2 separate regions of the Pan troglodytes genome follow, and region 2 is linked to region 1. Evidence: chromatin contacts called from public Hi-C data. All regions are on one chromosome and are shown on one strand. The core of a region is the stretch at or near the end of the contact, and the rest is flanking DNA. Distances in the headings are between cores, read along the strand shown. Region 1 holds the start of OLFML3 (olfactomedin like 3). Region 2 has its middle 170 kb from the start of TRIM33.

What was found. Hi-C and Micro-C count contacts between places; a contact is called where the count stands out from the background.
Region 2: a Hi-C map of induced pluripotent stem cells shows a contact between it and region 1, with 1.9 times the contacts expected there. The contact joins the enhancer-like site here to the promoter of OLFML3 in region 1. A contact is called at or near these places in 3 of 7 Hi-C or Micro-C datasets (induced pluripotent stem cells and stem cell-derived neural progenitor cells), 1 of 1 datasets of contacts at active chromatin or transcription factors (stem cell-derived excitatory neurons) and 1 of 1 other capture datasets (stem cell-derived neural stem cells).

Annotation. Positions count from the first base shown.
Region 1 is chr1:111,205,751-111,209,841 of NHGRI_mPanTro3-v2.0_pri, reverse strand. It overlaps OLFML3 (olfactomedin like 3), which reads right to left and starts at 2,425. Exons shown (of 3, transcript XM_514400.7): 1 at 1,987-2,425; 2 at 1,000-1,285; 3 at 1-669. The coding sequence starts at 2,100. HIPK1 (homeodomain interacting protein kinase 1) reads right to left here. Exons shown (of 16, transcript XM_054669397.2): 16 at 3,818-4,091.
Region 2 is chr1:111,571,655-111,576,407 of NHGRI_mPanTro3-v2.0_pri, reverse strand. No RefSeq gene overlaps it. Among named protein-coding and RNA genes, the nearest start is that of TRIM33, 170 kb to the left of the region's middle. Within about 2 kb of position 1,322, at least 10 of the 24 cell types and tissues checked have an H3K27ac peak or open chromatin away from gene starts, as enhancers often do. A contact at or near this core is called in induced pluripotent stem cells and stem cell-derived neural stem cells, where this site is marked.

The sequences.
Region 1 (4,091 bases), core at 1,176-3,675:
GGGTCAGGGTGCCGCTGGCATCAAAGGAGCACTGGATGCGGGCCCGACTGGCAGGACGGGTGTTATAGACGACATAGAGGGTTCCACAGATGACAAAGGCAGCCTCAGCATTCTCTCTGGGGCATGGTGTGTCCCACTGCTGCTCTGTGTCCAGTGTCTGTGGATCTAACTTGGCCAGACACAAGTGCCTGTCATCCTCCCGGGTGGCATAGACAGCCCAAAGACCTTCCTCATCAGCTGCCAGGTCGATGTAGGTGTCTGCTGTCAAGCCGTAGGGGGGGATCAGTCCCTCTGCTGGGAATACTGAGCTGTCCACCACTGTTCGGTTTGCCAGGTGGAATTTGATTAGCTGCAAAGTGTTCTCCATCTCACCACCTCCACCAGGTCTTCCAGGAGGCCTCCGAGCAAAATAAAGAAAGCCACCATATACCAGCTGCCCTGTGCCTACCCAGGGGAAGGGCACCCGGACTCGGGAAGCTTTCCGGGCAGCCATGGCAAGGGTGAAGTCACGCAGCCTTGGGAAGACAAAGGCTGTGTCATTCTGTGTCCCATCTAACACGTAGATCTTCTCTGTTTGCCCCAGTGGATCCTTGGTCCATAGACCAGCCGGGCCACCAAATCGCTTCAGAATCTTCATTGATCTCACTTGAGAGATTGTGTAGCCACAGTCTGATGAGAAAAGCACAGGAAAAGGAAATAGAGACAAGAATTAGATGCCTCCAGCAGGAACTCCCCTAGGGTAGGTGATCTGGAGAATAGTGAGCATTTGCCCAGTGGTTGCCTCCACTCTTAGGGAGAATTGAGAAAGAGCGGGTACCACAGCGGCCTGGATCCCCAGAACCTCTCTTTAATAGACCTGGCATTACAGAGGTTTCCCTAAAACAGATTCCAGAAGACAGAGCCACAATGGACTGGGACAAAGCGAAAAAAAGAGTAAGAAGCAAGGAAGGAAGAATATCGGTTCTGAGAGAGTTAGGGGCCTGCTTTCAGATTATTTACCTGTCACCATATCGTACTTCTCATTCCTTCTTCCCTTGCCTTTGGTCCCAGGGCCTCCAGTCACCTTCTCATCAAACTCTACACAGGGCAGAGCTGGGTTCTGGGTCTCCAGATAGTCTACCTCCCGCTCCAGACGATCCACTCTCCCGGAGATGGTGTCGGCCTCAGTTCTGAGTGCCTCCCGCTCCTTCTCTGCCACCTCCAGCAGTGGCAGCATCTTGTTCTTGAAGTCCCGCAGCTCAGCAGCATGCCGACTACTCTGGTCCTGGCACTGGGCCAGCCGTTCCTGAAGGGATGGGGGATCAGGAGGGAGGCTGCAGGGTTACAACTCCCAGGCAGGGAGAGGCCCAACTCGGGAGTCAGGAATGGGAAAAAAAGAGCAAACTCAGCCAGGCTTCAATATCCCCTTCCACTCCTGCAGAAAAGGAAACCAGATGTGCAGAGGTGCTAAATGTGCAAACAGCCTAGCTGAGATTCACCTAGGCCCCTACCCCGACTCCATGTCCTCCAGCCTGTGTTCTCTGTGAGCAGTGCCACTGAGCCATCTGAGCCTCTAGGCAGGTCTAAGCGCATGAAGGTGTGAAGAGGGCTCTGCTCCCTTAGCAATTATCCTCTCGGACACTAAAATGCTACAGATCTCAACCTGTTAAAAAGACAGGAAGTTATAGATTCCCTGGGAACCTCCAACTTCAACAGAATCATCACCTTCTCTGGAGATGCAGCCCCACAATCTTGGCTCTCGTTTCCACTCTGCCCCCTTATTCTATCTAATCCCAGAGGTAAAACGCAAAAGTCGATTTGCTTTGGAATTGTTCTATGTGGGGTAAGAGGAGGGCTTGTCATTCCGAAGGTCCTTTTATTAAGAGAGAATTTTCTGTAGACTCTAACAGAGCCCTTTCTTGTTATCCCCAGATCCCTAACAAACTGGTTGAACCAATAGCCCTGGAATCCTTCTAGGCTGGGCTAGAAGAGAAAGGGGTCCCTCACCTCTAAAGCAGCTAGTCGGCGTTCCATGTACTCCACAAGGTGGTGCTGCTGTCCTTGGAGGGGTCCCGACCATGACAAAAGGAACAAGATGAGGAGAGGGGTGCTGGGCCCCATGGCAGCCTGGAGAGTGGTGCCAGAGTAGAAGTAACGTACAGTCAGCCTCTTCCCCTCAAGCCCGAGGGTTAGCTTTGGAGGCGGGGTGGGGGCGGTGCCTTCTCTCCTTCTGATCTCTGGGTCTCTCTCACTACTCTGGAATGCTTTCAGTCTCTTTACAACCCCCACCCCCTCCTCTCCGCCAGGATTGATCAAACACAGATGGCCCCATTGCACAGCAGCCAGAAGCCTTAACCACCTCCCGCCTAGGCTGTAGGCTCCTCTGGAGGGGAAAGAGATGGAAACCCGAAGGCAGAGGCCTTCCAGGCAGTCAAGCAGGGAAGCTAGCTGCAGAAAGCAGAGACCCCAGAGAAAACTCAGCAAACGCCATTCCTGTTTTAGGAAAGTTTCACCAGTGCTGACTTAAGAAACTGACATTTTTCATTAATCCTTCCCTTTCCCTGCAATAGAGTGGGTTGTTTTCAGCCTTGTTCAGTAGAAGCTGGGAGCTGGGGAGGTGAGGCTTGAAGGGAGGAAGCAGGAAAAAAATGGCCCAAGTGGTCAAGCCCAACTTATTCTAAAGCTCATTGGCGCCACCTTGTGCTAAGCAGCTGGTGTCATCTCTCACGATTAATACAGAAACTAAGGCTTAGACTTCACCCCATGAGGAAAATATTCCACAAAAGCCAAATATATTGAATTTACAGGGGTTTTCACCACTAAAATGCATATTTCCCCCAAGACTATCCAATTACTACTTTGGGGGCTATGCAAATATCTGATTTAGCCCAAGGAAGAAAATATAACTGAGATTAAAAAAAAAAAAAAAACCAGGTCACTGAGAAGTTAGTAAATTAACTCGATCGTCTGGAAGTTAAGGCTGACAGCAGCGCTGTTTTACATGGCTTTCCTTTGCTTGAAAGAGGCCAGATATAGTCTCTCACCAAAACTGAGGAGTGTTCAGTGAGTTCACACTAATTTACTATACATTCATGTATTGCGGGGGGGCGGAATCTGATATATATATATGTGTTGTTGCAGTCTAGATCAATGTATTCTGACTTCCTTACCACTGGGAGAAAAGACTATTGGTTATTTCTCTTGGTTGTGGTCCAAAAGGGTATTTCTGAGTGTTTCTCATTTCTATATCCCAACTAAGGCTGCAGGAGCCCAAAATGAATTAATGGCCACCATAAGGTAGACTTGGCCTGACACACGAGCCGAAAAAAAAAATCAAATAGAGCATTTACTCAGAGACCTGCAGTCATTAATTGAAACAAACCCCTATTTCTTTATCGGGAGAAATTCTATTCACTTTAGAATCAACAGAATCTGATAAGAGAGGTTCCTTCTGTAAAAAGGACCATGCCTCTAACAGTACAGTTTGAAAGGAGGGGAAAAATAGCAGCTTCCTGTGGTTACTCATCTTTTCATTCTGCTACTGCTATTTGGCAAAATATATGAGGAAACAAAGCTTAATTAGCCGGTCTCAGAAGTCTTCTACCTCTTTCAAAGGGTCAGATCCAGATGATGTGAAGTAAGGACCCTGGACACTGCATTCTTGGGAAGTATTCCCTGCCAAACCCTATTCATTTCCAGTATGGAGATTTGTATGAAGAATGAAATTGTCTCTAGTACTCTACTGATGTTCAAATACAATATGCTTAGCCACTTTCAAAGATGTCATTTATTGATCCCCTTTATATCCTATAACAGAAGTCAAAAACAGCCACATAAGTCAGAAAATTTACCCATTTTATTGATGCATTGCAATTGCTCTACATTTTACCATATTATGTAGAAAATACTGAAAATACAAGCTACTTTGTAAAACCAAAGACAAACATTGAATCCAAAGATAAACTATGTTTTACACAATGGACCCTTTTCCCATAGTTAGTATTAAATTTTAAATATCTATTTCTTTTGTTAAAATGATTATTTTACATACTCCCTAAGTACATCTGCATTACAAACATAGCTCAGTAATTCTCAGAAACTATCTGTTTCTA
Region 2 (4,753 bases), core at 73-2,572, 370 kb before region 1:
TTTCTGTACAATCACAGTCCAGAAGCATTAGAGCTGCACGAAACCTCAGAGATGCGGTCAGTCGCCTCCTCAGGGGAGGCACCCAGGGCTAGTGCCCTGCCTAGGGTTTCATAGGTGGTGGCAGGCCCAGGCCCAGAACATACATCTCCAGACGCTGGTCTGAAGTGCTTGCCATCAAGCCTAGTCCTACATCTGCTGGGACCCCAGTGCTGTGGGGAAGGGATCTGGTGCTGTGGGGAAGGGATCTGGTGCTGTCCGGAAGAGATCTGGTGCTGTCCATACCCATCCGCGTGTAAATGTTGTGTGGCTGGTACAGTTTAGTAAGGAAAGTGTCAAAGAAAGGCAGTGTGAATATTGGTCTGCGAGTTATCAGCGAGCCAGTAAGCAAAGAACTTGGGAGGTGCGTGCTCTCTCTCTCTCTGACACACACACACACACAGACACACACACACACACACACACACATAGCAAATTTCGGGAGGCAAAAAGCTGTGGGATTGGAGTTGGAGAGCTCAATTTCTGTGAGATCTTAATGAGATGGTTCTGAGAATCTTCAAAAGCTAGACAATTACAAGACACTGGCAATTAAAGTTTTGCAAATACCTGAGGGAGAATACTAGCTCAGGCCCTCAAAAGGTAATCACCTGTCCTGAGCAGCCAGGACCGGAGGGTCCTGGGCCAGAAGACCCTCAGGGCAAGGGGCCGTTGCAAAGACGATCATGACCGTGATTACCGTCATGATTGTTATCCTCGGAGAGGGGCTGCCTGCCACAGGGAATGTGCGATGGTTTCAATCTGAAAACAATCCCTGAGCTGCATGTTCAGGTAAACTCATGCTCTAGAAGCAAGGTGCTGTCGTGCAAGTTGCTGGCACAGCCTTCCGCAGCCGTCTTGCAATTCCGGGCTGCACCCGCGAGGGCTAGCGTCACGGTCCCTCTTCTGAGGCGCGCTGGCGCCCTCTAATGGACACTGACGAACAGGACGCCACGGCGCTGCTGAGGCGCGATGGCTGCGAGGCCGCTAGGGGCGCTGCAGGCGGCACAGACTTGTGGAGCCGAGTGACGCGGCCGCCAGAGGTTTGGGCCGATTTTGGAGACCGGTGATTAGGTTTCTTTCTGCCTGATTCAGTCCTGCTAAGTTAAAACGTGCAATAATCCCTTATTGCCAAGGCACACGTTTCTCTGTGTTTCAGGGGTATCAAAAGCATTTGCTAAACAAGTCAAACCCGTCGTTCTTTCGGTCTATTCTATCAGTGCCTGGAGAGGAATCTGGAAGAAGGAGGTGGAGAAGGGAGGAAGGGCGTGGAGGATGAAGACGGCCTTGTGTTCCCCTGGGCTGGCCCGGCCCTCCTTTCCCAGAGCTTTTCCCCCTCTCGCCGTCACTCCCGGGGGCCCTGGGCCAGGAGGGAAGGCGGATGGAGGGGGGGATGGGATCCCAGGGGAGGGTCTGGATGCGCGCCCCCCCCCTGCAGGGCAGGTGACTTCGGAGGCGCTGGAGCCAGCGGAGCGCAGGCCTGTCCTGCAAGCCGACCCTGCGGTGGGAGGAAAAGCGGTCTCTCGGGGGAAGGCTCCTGGCAGAGGCCTTTCCCTTGATCTGCTCACTTGGCTCTTCTGGCAATGCGGTGCCCTTCGCAGGCAACTTTCCAGGGGTCAGAATCACAGTACGCCAGCCCTGGTTTACTCCCCACAAGCGTCTCAGTCCATCACTCTGCTTTGTGTTGTGCTTGCTCTGAGGCCCAGGCTCATCCTGTACAGGCCTCATCCAGTAGCTCAACATCTGTCTCCATTCCCTCTCCCTGTCCTTTCCCCAGAACCTCCCACCAAGAACGCTGGTCTCCTATTGCTTTCACAATAGGTCTTGATGGCCCAGAAAACCCGAGCGCAAATCTATGGCATCCAAAAATGGGTTCCCCATTACTCCAGGCAGGGGAGGGCTGGGTCTTTAAACACCCTGGAGGTGAGGGGCATACACGTGTGCCTTCCTGCCTTAGAGTAGGCGGAATCCTAAGACATTAAAGAAAAGAAAACAAGACAGCTGATTTCTGAATTAAGCCGGATTAAAATTCATACTAAGCTGTACTATTAATTTAAAAAGCTCTTATTTACGGTCTACTAGACACTGGGCACTTTAAATTCAATAAATTATCTCTCTCTCTTTTTTGTTTTTGTTTTTGTTTTTTTGTTTTTGTTTTTTTTGAGTCGGAGTCTCACTCTGTTGCCCAGGCTGGAGTGCAGTGGCGCGATCTCGGCTCACTCAGCCTCCACCTCCTGGGTTCAAGCGATTTTCTTGCCTCAGCCTCCTGAGTAACTGAGATTATAAGCACGTGACCCCATGCCCCATGGCTATGTTTTTTTTTTTTTTTTTTTGTATTTTTTGCAGAGATGGGGTTTCGCCATGTTGCCCAGGCTGGTCTCTAACTCCTGACCTCAAGTGATCCACCCCCCTTGGCCTCCCAAAGTGCTGGGATTACGGTGTGAGCCACCACACCCAGCCTAAATTTAATAAATTCTCACAACAAGCAAGTTAAGTACTGTTTTCTCTGTTTTCTACATGAGAAAACTGGTAATCAGAGAGGTTAAAGACTTGTGCAAAACTACACAGCTCTCGATGTCAGTTGAAATAGGTAGGTTATGCTGCCTTAATAAATAGCCCCCATATTCCAGTGGCTCATGTTAAACCAGTCGTGGTTTATTTCCCATAAACATTCCATGTGCCTCACTTGCTCTGTGCTGTGCTTGCTTGGAGGCCCAGACTAATTGGGCCGCCAGTTGTGGGACATTGCTGGGTGCTGGGTCAGAGACCAGAGAGTTCTGGCGGGTCCCATCAGCAACTGCAGGCTCTGGCCCAGGGGGCAGGTGGGCTTGGCTCACAACTCCCTGCCTGAACAAGATTCTCTACCCTTTCAGCCTCATGGGAGCCCAGAGATGCAACTCTACTAAGTGTCCAAGCAGAGACCCCCTGATGCTGGTGGTTAAATACTTGGTGATTAAAGACGGGACAGAGGGTGGCTTCCCCTCCCTACCTCTGGGTCTCACTCGTCTTCCCCTCCCTTCTCCTTTCCTCCCTTCCCCTTCCTGCCCATGTCTCTCCCATCTCTGCTTCTCTCTATATCATAAAACCATTCACAGTTTTCTCATGGGTTAACCCATGAGAAATACAAATAGATGCAAGTTCTCAGGGTGTATTCAATTCATTCTAAATATCACTAAATGAAACTGTCAGTGATGGAAACTACACTGGATAAAATTTGTCACTGAGTAAAACAATAAATCTACTCGACCAAATTTACAAAATTTGATTGGAGAAAAAATGGTTACGAAAATTCCCAGTTGCAGATGCTGTAACTGGTAGAATCCATGGGCCAAAAGCTGATGATGAAGCATCTTAGAATTTAAATGAAAAAAATTATTGCCAATGAGAATAATTTCAATAATGTGAAAATGAAAAAATGGAGAAAATTGGAAACTGTTTAACTGCACAGTGTGGAAAATGGATTAAGAAATTAAATTGGGGCCAGGCGTGGTGGCTCATGCCTATAATCCCAGCACTTTGGGAGACCCAGGCAGGCAGATCACTTGAGGTCAGGAGTTTGAGACCTGCCTGGCCAACATGGTGAAATCCTGTCTCTACTAAAAATACAAAAATTAGCCAGGTGTGGTAGCACACGCCTGTAATCCCAGCTACTAGGGAGGCTGAGGCAGGAGAATTGCTTGAATCCAGGGGACGGAGGTTGCAGTGAGCCGAGATCATGCCATTGCACTCCAGCCTGGGTGACAGAGTAAGACTCCATCTCAAAAAAAATAAAAAATAATAAATAAATAAATAAGATAAATAAAATTTTTTAAAAATAAAAATAAGTAAAAATTTTTAAAAAATAAAGTAATTAAATTTGGCCAGGCACAGTGGCTTATGCCTGTAATCCCAGCACTTTGGGAGCTGAGGCTGGAGGATCCCTTGAGCCCAGGAGTTGGAGGCTGCAGTGAGCCATGATTGTGCCACTGCACACCAGCCTGAGTGAAGAGTGAGACCCTGTCTCTAAAAAAATAACATACAAATAGGCTCAGGAGCAGTGGCTCATGCCTGTAATCCCAGTACTTTGTGAGGCCAAGGTGGGGGAATCACTTGAGGCCAGGAGTTTGAGACTAGCCTGGGCAACATGGCAAAAACCCGATTCTATGAAAAATACAAAAATTAGCTGGGTGTGGTGGCGTGCACCTGTAATCCCAGCTACTCAGGAGGCTCAGGCAGGAGAATCGCTTGAGCCTGGGAGGTGGAGGTTGCAGTGAACCAAGTTTGCACCACTGCACTCCAGCTGGGCAACAGAATGAGACTCTGTCTCAAACAAATTAATAAATTACTTAAATTGGATTAAAGGAGTTCACTCTGAAAAACGTGACCTCCATGTTCATGTCAATGACCCTTTACTGGCTTATAGCCCTTGGTGGCATCTGTGAATGTCACCAACCCACTTTGTATCTTATTTACACATAGAACAATTCCAGCTCCAAATACTGAACTTGGAGCTCCATCTCTGTACATATCTCTTCACTTTGTACTTGTTCCATTCTCTATCACTCCCCTTTTATACATCACTTTCTCTCCTTCCCTTAAATGTTTCTGTTCCCAGAGATTCCACCTCCAGCTTATTTCTCTCTCTCTCATTGAGAGCAATTTCAAACCACCTCATAGATTTAGCTACTACATTTGTGCTGTGGCCACAAAATAGTTATCTGTAACTGTAACAGTTACAATT